Linked DNA regions of Ovis canadensis: region 1 is linked to region 2. The links are chromatin contacts, called in public Hi-C maps. All regions are on one chromosome and are shown on one strand. Each heading gives the region's core, a stretch centred on a gene start, on an enhancer-like site or on the middle of the called end of the contact. The rest is flanking DNA. Distances are from core to core; before and after follow the strand shown.

What was found. Hi-C and Micro-C count contacts between places; a contact is called where the count stands out from the background.
Region 1: a contact with region 2 is called in a Hi-C map of fibroblasts, with 2.5 times the contacts expected there. The contact joins the enhancer-like site here to the promoter of UBA52 in region 2. A contact is called at or near these places in 2 of 2 Hi-C or Micro-C datasets (fibroblasts and lung).

The regions. Positions count from the first base shown.
Region 1 is chr5:19,296,168-19,301,012 of ARS-UI_OviCan_v2, reverse strand. It overlaps ELL (elongation factor for RNA polymerase II), which reads right to left. Exons shown (of 12, transcript XM_069590334.1): 2 at 2,470-2,517. Among named protein-coding and RNA genes, the nearest start is that of ISYNA1, 32 kb to the left of the region's middle. Within about 2 kb of position 1,687, the one cell type or tissue checked has open chromatin away from gene starts, as enhancers often do. A contact at or near this core is called in fibroblasts, where this site is marked.
Region 2 is chr5:19,206,287-19,211,496 of ARS-UI_OviCan_v2, reverse strand. UBA52 (ubiquitin A-52 residue ribosomal protein fusion product 1) reads left to right here and starts at 3,079. Exons shown (of 5, transcript XM_069590326.1): 1 at 3,079-3,546; 2 at 4,455-4,568; 3 at 4,859-4,945. The coding sequence starts at 4,466. It overlaps KXD1 (KxDL motif containing 1), which reads left to right. Exons shown (of 5, transcript XM_069590322.1): 4 at 463-509; 5 at 1,304-2,287. The coding sequence ends at 1,533.

The sequences.
Region 1 (4,845 bases), core at 438-2,937, 91 kb before region 2:
ACGGCCAGGCCTCGCAGCACTCCCGGCACGGGTGGGGCAGAAGCCAGGCCGGCCCTGACTCCCACCCTGGGAGCTAGGGGACACGAGGCCCTACGCCAGCTGGGCTACATTCACACCGCGGGGGACTAGCGCCAGGACCCAAGCGAGCGTGTTCTGGACCGCAGAGGGGCTCTGCTCCTCCTTGGGCCATGGTTTACTTTGTTGGCTGTGCAGGGCCTCACAGGCCCAGCTGTGGCACCTGGGATCTCTGCTGCGGCAGGCAGGGTCTTCACTTGTGACATGCAAACTCTTAGTTGAGGCATGTGGGATTTAGTTCCCCAACCAGGGATGGAAACCAGGCCCCCTGCATTGGGAGCGCTGAGTCTCAGCCACCTGGCCGCCAGGAAGCCCCTCCTGAGGCCATGTTAACCTGCGTCCAGCCCTTAGGTGCGAGGCCCCTCTCCTGGGCGGGGAGGCCAACAACCAGAGGGAGACCTGGCCGAGGTCCCTGAGGGAAGGAGCAAAGAAGGTCTCAGTCTTCAGTCCGCCAGCGTCATGGGCCTCCGGGAAGCAGGCCCTGCCAGCCTACCCAGGGTCCAGAACATGCAGTCAGCACAGGCACCAGGGGTGCTGACCGAGCTGGGCCAACCCGGCCCGCCCACCTCCTGCTGCTTCCAGCCTCGAGGCTGGAGGGCACGACCAGGAGAACAGGGAGCAGAGAGCGAGGGCCTGGCCTCCTCCCCCGCTGCTCCAAGTGACCGCGACGGCATCCGATGTGCACCTGCCCCAGGCCAGGCCTCGCACACCTGGCCGGAAGGAACGGTCACGGTCTATCAAAACCCAGGAGAAGGACAAGGCCCAGAGGTCACCAGGGGCAGACCAAGCGCCTGGTCCTTCACAGTGAACTGGGAAAGAACAGGCCTCCTCCAGTCCTCACACGGTCCCACCCAGGGAAGAGCCTCTTAGTGGAGACTCACGGCCTGGCTTGCTGCTGGCTGCAGCACACGGCCTCCACACCCTCAGAACCTTCTAGGAAGTCCACGACACATGAGAATACCCAGAGGAAAAAAATGTGGGCAAAGCATAATTCTCAGTTCGGAGGCAGGGACCCTTTCTTGAATGGATGTGGCTCTTAAGTTTGGCACAGGGATTTCGGCGACACAGTGTAAAGCCCAGGAGACCCTCCCAGTGCTTCTGTGAGCATCCCAGTGGTGTCTTGCTGACTAGGAAGCATTGCTCATGGATAAAAGAACAGCAATCTGTGCCCTGGCTTCCTCATCTTCCCACAGCTGCTGAGGGCACACTGTGACCACAGGCCACAAGAGGGCGCCATTAGGCCAGTCTGGCAGCAAGCCCAGCGGGCCCTGCCCCTTGGGGAAACATCTCAGGGGATAAAGGAGAAGCAGGTGGCCAGGGCCAAAGAAGGTATGGAAGCCCCAGAGAAGGGACAGGGCAGGGCGTGTGCCCTGGGGCCTTTAAGGGCATCTCACTGACCCTGACTGGTCTTGGTGTGACAGTGTTCCCCTGGCCAGGCCACAGCCTCTAGTGACTGCACGACCAGGTCTGGGCAGGCCTCATACAATCAGTGGAAGGCCTTAGGGAAACTGAGGCTTCCCTGATCAGGAAGAAGCTTGCCCATGAACCTCGGGGCCAGCTTCCTGCTTGCCCCATGGAATTCAGACTCATCAGCCCCACAAGCCTGTGAGTCAACGTCTTGCAATAGAGCTCTTGGTATCGCCGTCTGCACTTGCAGACATGTATCTCAGGGCTCCATCTCTCTGGAGCACCCTGCCTGGGGTGAGACCTACAGGTCTCCCTGCTTCTGGAAGAAGCCAGCAGGCTATCAGGTGGAAACTGACTTAGATGTGTGTGGCAACTCTTCAGATTTAAAGGGAAAAAAAAAGACTTGCAATAAAGATTAGGAAAAAAACCAAAGTGTTCCAAATCATCTTTAGTGGGTGGACTGATATGCGGGTCCTAGGACCTGGGTTGCAAGGATTATGGACAACGCGCCCTTTCTCCCATTCCTCAATTTTTCTGTAAGATGGTCATTTATGATCAAGTATCTTTCATGAAAAACCTGGAGTATTGAGTTTCTATACCTCCCGGTACTAAAAAGCTAAATACCTGTGGTCCTAGGTCCACCGACAGAGAGCAGCGCCCTGCCCTTGGGGGCGGGCACATTTCCAGGTTCACTTGGGCTCGGGGGGCATACTTTCCAATCAGCACAAAGATCAAGTCAGAACATGAGTTTGGCAACGACAGGAAGTGGGAAACTCGGGAACTGCTGGACAGAAGAGCTGCCTTCAGCCCACAGAGGGCCTGCTGATGTGGCCCCAGCCTGGAGACGACCAGAGGCAGACCGTGGCTCGGCAGAGGGCCCTGTCTGGCACAGAGGGGGATGGGGCCAAAACACTGCTCCCAACGGGCTGCTGTGCCCAGCAAGCCACAATTCTAAATCAGTAAGATTAAGACCGAAAAAAGACTTACCCCTTGACTTCCCTGAAATCGAATCGAAGGTCTCAGTGAAACAGAATCCTGCAAAAGAGCAAAATGGGAACATGTCAATGACGATATCTGGAACACGTTTATATATGGCTGAGTCCCTTCACTGTTCACCTGAAATTACCATCTGGAACACGTTTATATATGGCTGAGTCCCTTCACTGTTCACCTGAAATCACCACAACATTATTCATCAGCTAAATAAAAAGTTTAAAGTATGAGGAAAAGAAAAAAGATACCTGGAAATCCAAAGACTCATTTCCCAGTCATACAAGGAGCAGGATAAAGACAGTGTTTTCAGGAGGGGTGAGAGGAATAGACTACGCGTGTTGAAAATGACAGGAAAAGCCACCAGAGCAGGGTTCTGACGCATCGGTAAGAGCTCCTCAGATGGCCCAGCGGCCAGGGTTGAAGGTACACGAGAGGCAACGCGCAGCGCTTCCCCATCCTCCCGCAAACCGGCACCAGCCCAGGCCGTGCCGCCTCAGAGGCGCTCCACGCGGAGCGGAACTGCAGGGGCGAGCAGGGCCCGCCAGGAGGCAGGCTGATGGGGCGATGCCCTCCGCCCCAAGGCCCTGACAGGACCCAGCCCAACGCCGGCCCAGCTCCCACGTCAGAGCTTCAGGGCAGCTTGTCCCTGTGCTTGGGGCGGCGGAATTCCCAAATGTCACAGGAAAAAATTACACCAAAAAACTACTAATTTAAGCTTCAGCTATTCAGAGATCAGCCTTCTGGTGGAATTTTAGAAAGAACACGGATCCAGATGGAGGGTCACACTTCTCTTTCTCATTTACCCCGGGCCCTTGACACTTTCTGGGTAGCATACCTCACCCCACAGGGTGGTGCTGATTCGTCACGACGACCCCCTCCCCTCCATCCTCAAACCCACAGGGCCCAAATCAGCCTCTGGGTCTGTGGTTCTCCTCAGCTTTCCTCCACGTGGCAGCCTAGATCTTGGGCTCGCCCATCTCCAACAGAGCCCACCTCTCAGGCCTCCGCCCCAGCACCCCCAGGCGTAAGGGAGGCCCCCCACCTGGACCCCAGGTCCAGTCTGCAGTGACTGCCTGTCTGCTCTGCACCCAGAATGTCAGGCCCGCCGTGGGCCCTGGGTGGGCAGAGCAGCTGCACACACGGGGGAGAGCCAAGCAGCGGGCGGGCTGGCCTCTCAGTACCTATGACCTGTCAGACCACTGAGCAGCTGTCCACAGGTGAGGGGGCCGCGCTCAGCCAGCCTGGACCATGGGGGCCGCACGCTCACCCTGCTCGGCTTACAGGGGCCTCCCCTTCGGCCAAGAGTCTCCAAGGGCTTCACTCACGCACCTGGAGCAGACCTGAGCGGCCACACTCAGCTCCAGCACTCACCTCCCCGGAATCAGACACCCCAGAAGTCAGCCACACTGTTTTTAATTTGAGAAAGACTGAAACATTAAAAAAAATTTTTTTTTAATGTGAGAAAGAATGTAAGGATTTATTTTATTTTTTGGACCTTAGCCCCTGACCCGTGCCCCCTACAGTGAGGATCGAGCCCACGTACTGTGCACTGGAAGATGGAGTCGTGACCACTGGGCCCCTGGGGAAGCCCCCACCCCACACACATCACGCCTCACTGCCAGGTGGGCAGATACAGCATGTCCTCCAGCCCCTGCAGGTGCAAAGGGCTACTGCGTTGCTGAGACAGGGGCCAGGCTCCCTTCACAGCAAGCTCAAGACCAGATGACCTGCCCCCTAAACCATGGTCAGACTGCTGCCTGGAATGCAGTCCACAGGATTAGAGAGAGGGGCGGCACCAGGGGGGTCCTGTCTAGCTGGGCCCTTGGAGCTGCAACATTTAAGCAGCCTTTGCTGGGAACTAGGTTAAAGACAGAGGCCCAGAAGAAGATCTGCAGGTGGCCAGTAAGCGCGGGAGCAGCTGCGTCTCATCAGTGAGGTGCAGACTGCGCAGGTGCCTACTGGGATAGCCAAAAGAGGAAAGATGACAGCCCGAACCCTCACCCCTCACTGGTGGGAGCATACAGGGTCCTGCAGAGAAGCCCGGCAGGTATTCCAGCACCCATCACCTCGGCTGTGCCAGGCCCTAGCTGCGGCACACAGGGCCTCTGCTGCAGGGCACAGACTCTAGCTGCGGTGCACGGGCTCAGGATCTGCGACACACGGGCGCAGCTGTTCCACAGCATGTGGAATCCCAGTCCCCTGACCAGGGACTGAACCCACATCCCCTGCACAGAAAGGCAGACTCTTAACCACTGAGCCACCAGGGGAGTCCCGGGGCGGCTTCTTAAAAGGGTTAACACAGTCATCACGTGACCCACCAATTCCAATTCCGAGGGATATACCCGAGAGAAATGAAAACGCAGGAGCACA
Region 2 (5,210 bases), core at 1,830-4,329:
TCAGGTACAAAGAAAAAACCAGCAGTTAAAAAAGGGAAACAGGTGCGTCTCTGTGAACTTCAGTGTAACGAGTGCCGGTGTTTGGGGCGTGGACAGGCAGGCCCTCCTGGCCCCTATGCAGACATCCTCGCCCCAGGATGGAAAGACAGGCTGGGACAAGTCCCCAGAGGAATGGCTGTTGAGGTGAGGGGAAGGGGAGCTTCCTGGAAGGTGGTCCTGGTAGAAGAGGGTGAGACACACGGCATTACACGTGGGGCCAGGCCCAGCGCTAAGGACGCGTGGGAGCTGGGCGATGGAAGCTGGGCGACACCAGGACAGTAGCTGCCGTCCATCATGGGGGTCAGAGGGCAGGCTGAGCGCCCAGTGCCCCCTCCAGCCTGGGAGCAGGGCGTGGCAAGCGGTGAGCAGGAGGGTCCTGGCCTGTACCGGGCTCAGCCCTGTGTGCCTTCCCTTCCCCCACAGGACACTGAAAGGGAAGCTGGCCAGACAGCACCCGGAGGCCTTCAGCCGTAAGTGTCACCCAGAACTCCTGCATCCCACTTCTGGGCTCTGCACCCTTTGATGTCAGTGCCCTCAGCCCAGGGCCGGCTTCTGGAATGTACCCCAAGGGCTGACACCAGGCCCAGGCCCTGGTGGGTTGTGGGTCCAGACAGACGTGGGCAGGGGTTTGGCCTGGTCTTCTTGGCAACCTGCAGAGCAGGTGTTGAGATCAGAATCTCCTCCTTCGGCGGTTGTAACAATGGGATATTGACAAGGATGACAGTCCTCAGCCCAGTGAGTGTCATGCACCCACTATGAGGCAGGCTGTTACCCGTAGCCACCTGTGAGGTGTGGGCTGTGCCCAGAGGGGCAGTGACTTGGCAGCGGAAGCACAGCATCGTCCATGCTGAGCCTCACTTTACCCAGTCTGCTGAATGGGCCAACATCTCCCTACTGCAGGGCTGCTGAAACCACAGGCACAAAGGCAATGCCATCATTCCCCAGTTTATAGAGCAGGGAGCTGAGGCACAGGCAGGTGAGGGGCCAGGCCCAGGTGACACAGTCAAGAGGGCAGAGCCAGGCTCAGGCTCACCGCCCAGGGCCCATGTAGGCCAGACCCCGGAGAACCTGAGTCCTTACCTCACTTCACCTTGAAGAGAAGCCTCTCACTTGCCAAGGCCTCAGTTTCCTCCTCTGTAAAATGAACAAAGTCCTGTCGTGTGGGGTGGAGGTAGCTGTCAGGGGTCATGGGCCCAATTAATCCCTCATCACAGCACCTGATGATGACGGTAACTCAGCTAACTCTCGGGTCTTCTTCCCCCAGACATCCCAGAGGCATCTCTCTTGGAGGACGAAGATGAAGACCCCATTCCGCCTAGCACCACCACCACCATCGCCACCTCAGAACAGAGCACAGGCTCCTGTGACACCAGCCCCGACACCGTCTCACCCTCCCTCAGCCCTGGCTTCGAGGACCTGTCCCACGTCCGGCCTAGTTCCCCCGCCATCAACGGTCGCAGCCATACAGATGACGAGGAGATGCTGGGCGAGTAGCCCCGCTCCCAGGAGCTCCGAGGGGGGTCTCAGGGTGGCAGCAGCGTCATTCCCCAGATGTCTCAAGTGGCAGCGGAGAACCCTGCCTGGAGATACTCAGCTTTGCCACCCTAGTCTGTCATTTAGGGCTCGCCGAGGGGACAAGGCTCCCTCCCTCTAGGCTCCCTCCCTAGAATTCCTGGGGGTATTTCATTCCTGCTCCTTCGTCACTGAGAACATCTCTTCTGTAGATCCCTCTATCAGACTGGGGATGACCAGTCCACCTGGAGCTGGGCTGGGCACAGGGAGCTTTTCCAGAGTCAGGCTTTAGGTCTACTCTGAACAACACTCCAAGCTTCCCAGAGACCAGAGCCAGCTGCCCCCTGCCCCAGCCCCCTGGTCAGAACCCCCTCAAGACAGCCAAGCACCGTCACGTCCGAGTCCACCCAGCCCACCCCTGCGCCTACTGATTCTGGTCTTCTTGCCCCTTCCTCCAATGAAAGTACTGAATCCTTTCTCCAATCATTATCTCAAGGAGGTTTCTGAAACAGTTGTAGAAGGCTCAAGACAGAGATTAGCCATCCACTCAGCCCCAAGCCTGGTCGGGCCCTGTTTCTCTGACCAGAGGTGTAGACCTCTAGGGCCTAACAAGCCTCTCCTAGGGCCTTTGTGGAGCAAGCCGAGCAACCTTGGAGAACAAAGTGGAATATTTTTGTACCCGATGTTTACAGATGCTGTTGGGAAGTTATCAATAAAGAGACTCTGTTACTAAAAAGGGGAGGGTGCATCTAGCAGTGACTTCTTTCCATCCTTGGGCCCAGCATCCCAAATCAGGGACAGGTGCTGCGTGTGGGACAGGCTGGTTATGGATCTCCAGGCACCACCAGCCTAGAAAGAAATGTGGCTGCTTTGGGTGGGCGTCCCGAGTGGTGACAACCATAATGACCCCACTTCCTATCCCCACAGAGGCCTTCCCACTGCTCACATTTCCCTACTTCCTTGAATAATTTCTCTAAATCTCAGCCTCAAAGTGGGCTCCTCAGGGAGCTAGACGGGGTCCCATTCCCCATCAGACACTGTCACAGAGTCCCCTCATCTTTGAAGCACTTTACATTGTTATTAAAGGTCTCTTCCCAGACCTCAGCGTGTCTGCATTTGCCTGGTCCATAGGGGGCGCCGGGAAGTGGTCAATGAAGTAAGGTACCCTGAGCAATGACTCCACTGTAAAGAAGCCCCCTACAGTGCAGACGGTTCGATCCCTGGGTCAGGAAGATCCCTTGGAGGAGAGCATGGCAATCCACTCCCCAGTATTCTTGCCTGGGAAATCCCATGGACAGAGGAGTCTGTAGTCTACAGGGACGAAGTCAGACACGACTGAAGCGATTTAGCACAGCACGCTGCCAAATCCACGGGTAACTTCGTCCTCACTTGTTCCTAGCGCCCAGCACTTTTTAACTTCTTCCGTCCCAGAAACAAGGCCTTGGGTCCCACCTCATTTCCTTGAGTGGAAGCACCAACCCCACCTGCTCTCCGCGCTCCTGTACGCACGCGCCCTGACACCCATTTATGCACAGCAGCCAGAGAGCCTCCAGTGGCTCCCAGGGGTCTAGCCCCCGCGCCGCCTCGCGCCTCGATCCCTGCGTCTTTGGACCTGCGGCTTAATACCTTTCCTTCAGCACAAAGGTCTCTCCTACTCTGTTTAAATATCTCCGGAGCACCCGCTATGTGCGGGCCGTCTTCCAGGAGGTTTGGAGACAGGGCAGAAACACCTGGAAACCTGCGGCACTCTTACTACGTGACCCGATGGGTGGGGCTCACAGCCGGAAGCTAGCGGGCGGAGGTCCTACTCAGGCGCCGAGACTCCGTCCGCCAGCACCCACCATGGGGCCGGGGCGGGGTCGAGGGCGGGGCACGATGCGCGGCGCGGATTGTGACGCAAGCACGCAGCGTGCTCGGTGCGCAGACGCTTTCGACGGCGAATCGGCGGTTTCCGGTTCCGCCGCCCTCTTTCTCTTCACCCAGGCGGCCGAGCAGGTTGGTGGTGGAGGCCTTGCGGGTTGGCGGTGGGCCGGGTTGGTTTGTAGGGTGCGGGGGACTGTAGGGGCCCAGGGAACGGAGGCGGCGGCCTGGAATCCGTGTAGGCGGGCCAGGTTCTGCGGGAGGGCTTAACAAGGCACGTTGGGCCGGGTTCCGGTCTCGAACTGGGCCTCGCGAGGGAAATCGGCATTTGGAAGCGGAGCTTGCCGTCTCCGCCGGCCCCAGCTATCTGAGGAGGCCTTGGGGGGAGAGCGTGTGTCCTTCGGGGATGATTCAATTTAATGCGGAGGGGTATTAACTGTAATTTTTTCTCGTGGTGGAAACTGCCAGTCCCCTCGAAAAGATGAAGCCCCTCAGCTGGGTTTTTATCGCCTTTTTCTAAGTCTGTAAAGAAAGTCTGGTAGTAGCAACTGTTTCCATAACTTGGAAAATGAAAACGATAACCTGTGTAAACACGTACCAGGCACGTGGTTAGCAGCTGTTATTTATGGACTGGATAAAACGCAGGAAGTGCGGTCTGAGCATTCGGGTGTAACCCGGAAGGAAGCCGGAGTTTTGGGTGTCTGAGCTTGATATTGAAGAGGAAAAGGGATTGTAGGGAGGAAAGTGTGCGTGTTGGGATGCTACTAAGATGAGATTCCCACCCAGGCTTCTGGAAGAGCCGGGGCTGGTGAGAGGAAGGGTGGGACCTCCAGATCACGCTTGGAGAAAATATGCTTGGCAGGGTGGTGCCCTAAAGTTGAAGGTGCAGGCTACGAGGGGCAGAAGGAAACAGGCGCTGAGGTGGGCCTGCAGTTGAGGTCGAAGCATGCATGGGGCTGGCAGGGACTAAACCTGGTCAGCCTGTGAGCTGGGGCTGCTCAGACCTTTAGCGATCACCACTCCCCCCATCCCTCTCTCCCCAGCAGGCGCAGAGATGCAGATCTTTGTGAAGACCCTGACGGGCAAGACCATCACCCTTGAGGTCGAGCCCAGTGACACTATTGAAAATGTCAAAGCCAAAATCCAAGACAAGGAGGGTGAGTTGGGCTGAGTGTGAATGCTCCACCCAGTAGGAACCCCTCAGCCCTGAGTATCTGCTGTCCTGTGTGCAACAGGTGCTGGGCTTCAATAGATCTCAGCCATGCCAGTGTTCCCCAGTGTCATCTTGGGAAGGCAGCTTGCCCTCCCTACCTCAGTTTCCCTTTTGACAGATTGGGGTAATCCTGGCACAGTCTTGTGGTGGGGGTGGGCGGGGCACAGTGGCAGCTGCCAGCAGTGTGCTTGCAAGAGCCTCTGTAATGGAGTAATGGAGGGCCTCTCTCTTTAGGCATCCCACCTGACCAGCAGCGTCTGATCTTCGCGGGCAAACAGCTGGAGGATGGCCGCACTTTGTCAGACTACAATATCCAGAAAGGTACGGGGGTGGGGTGGCTAGACAGGGCCTCAGCACGAGGCCTAGGACCCAGGATGGAATGCTGACAGTCTGTCACCAGGAGGGAGCTGTAGAAGAGGATGGTCCTTAAGGTGGGGATCAGATGGCGCTAGGGAGTATTGCTCTGTAAAGTGCTGTTTTCATCGCTGAAAAGCATCTCCATCAGTGTTTTCCAAATGGCCATGGTTTCTCATGTTCTTAGTCACTTTTCTTTTAAGGCCAATGTGCGTATTAATATATAAGTATT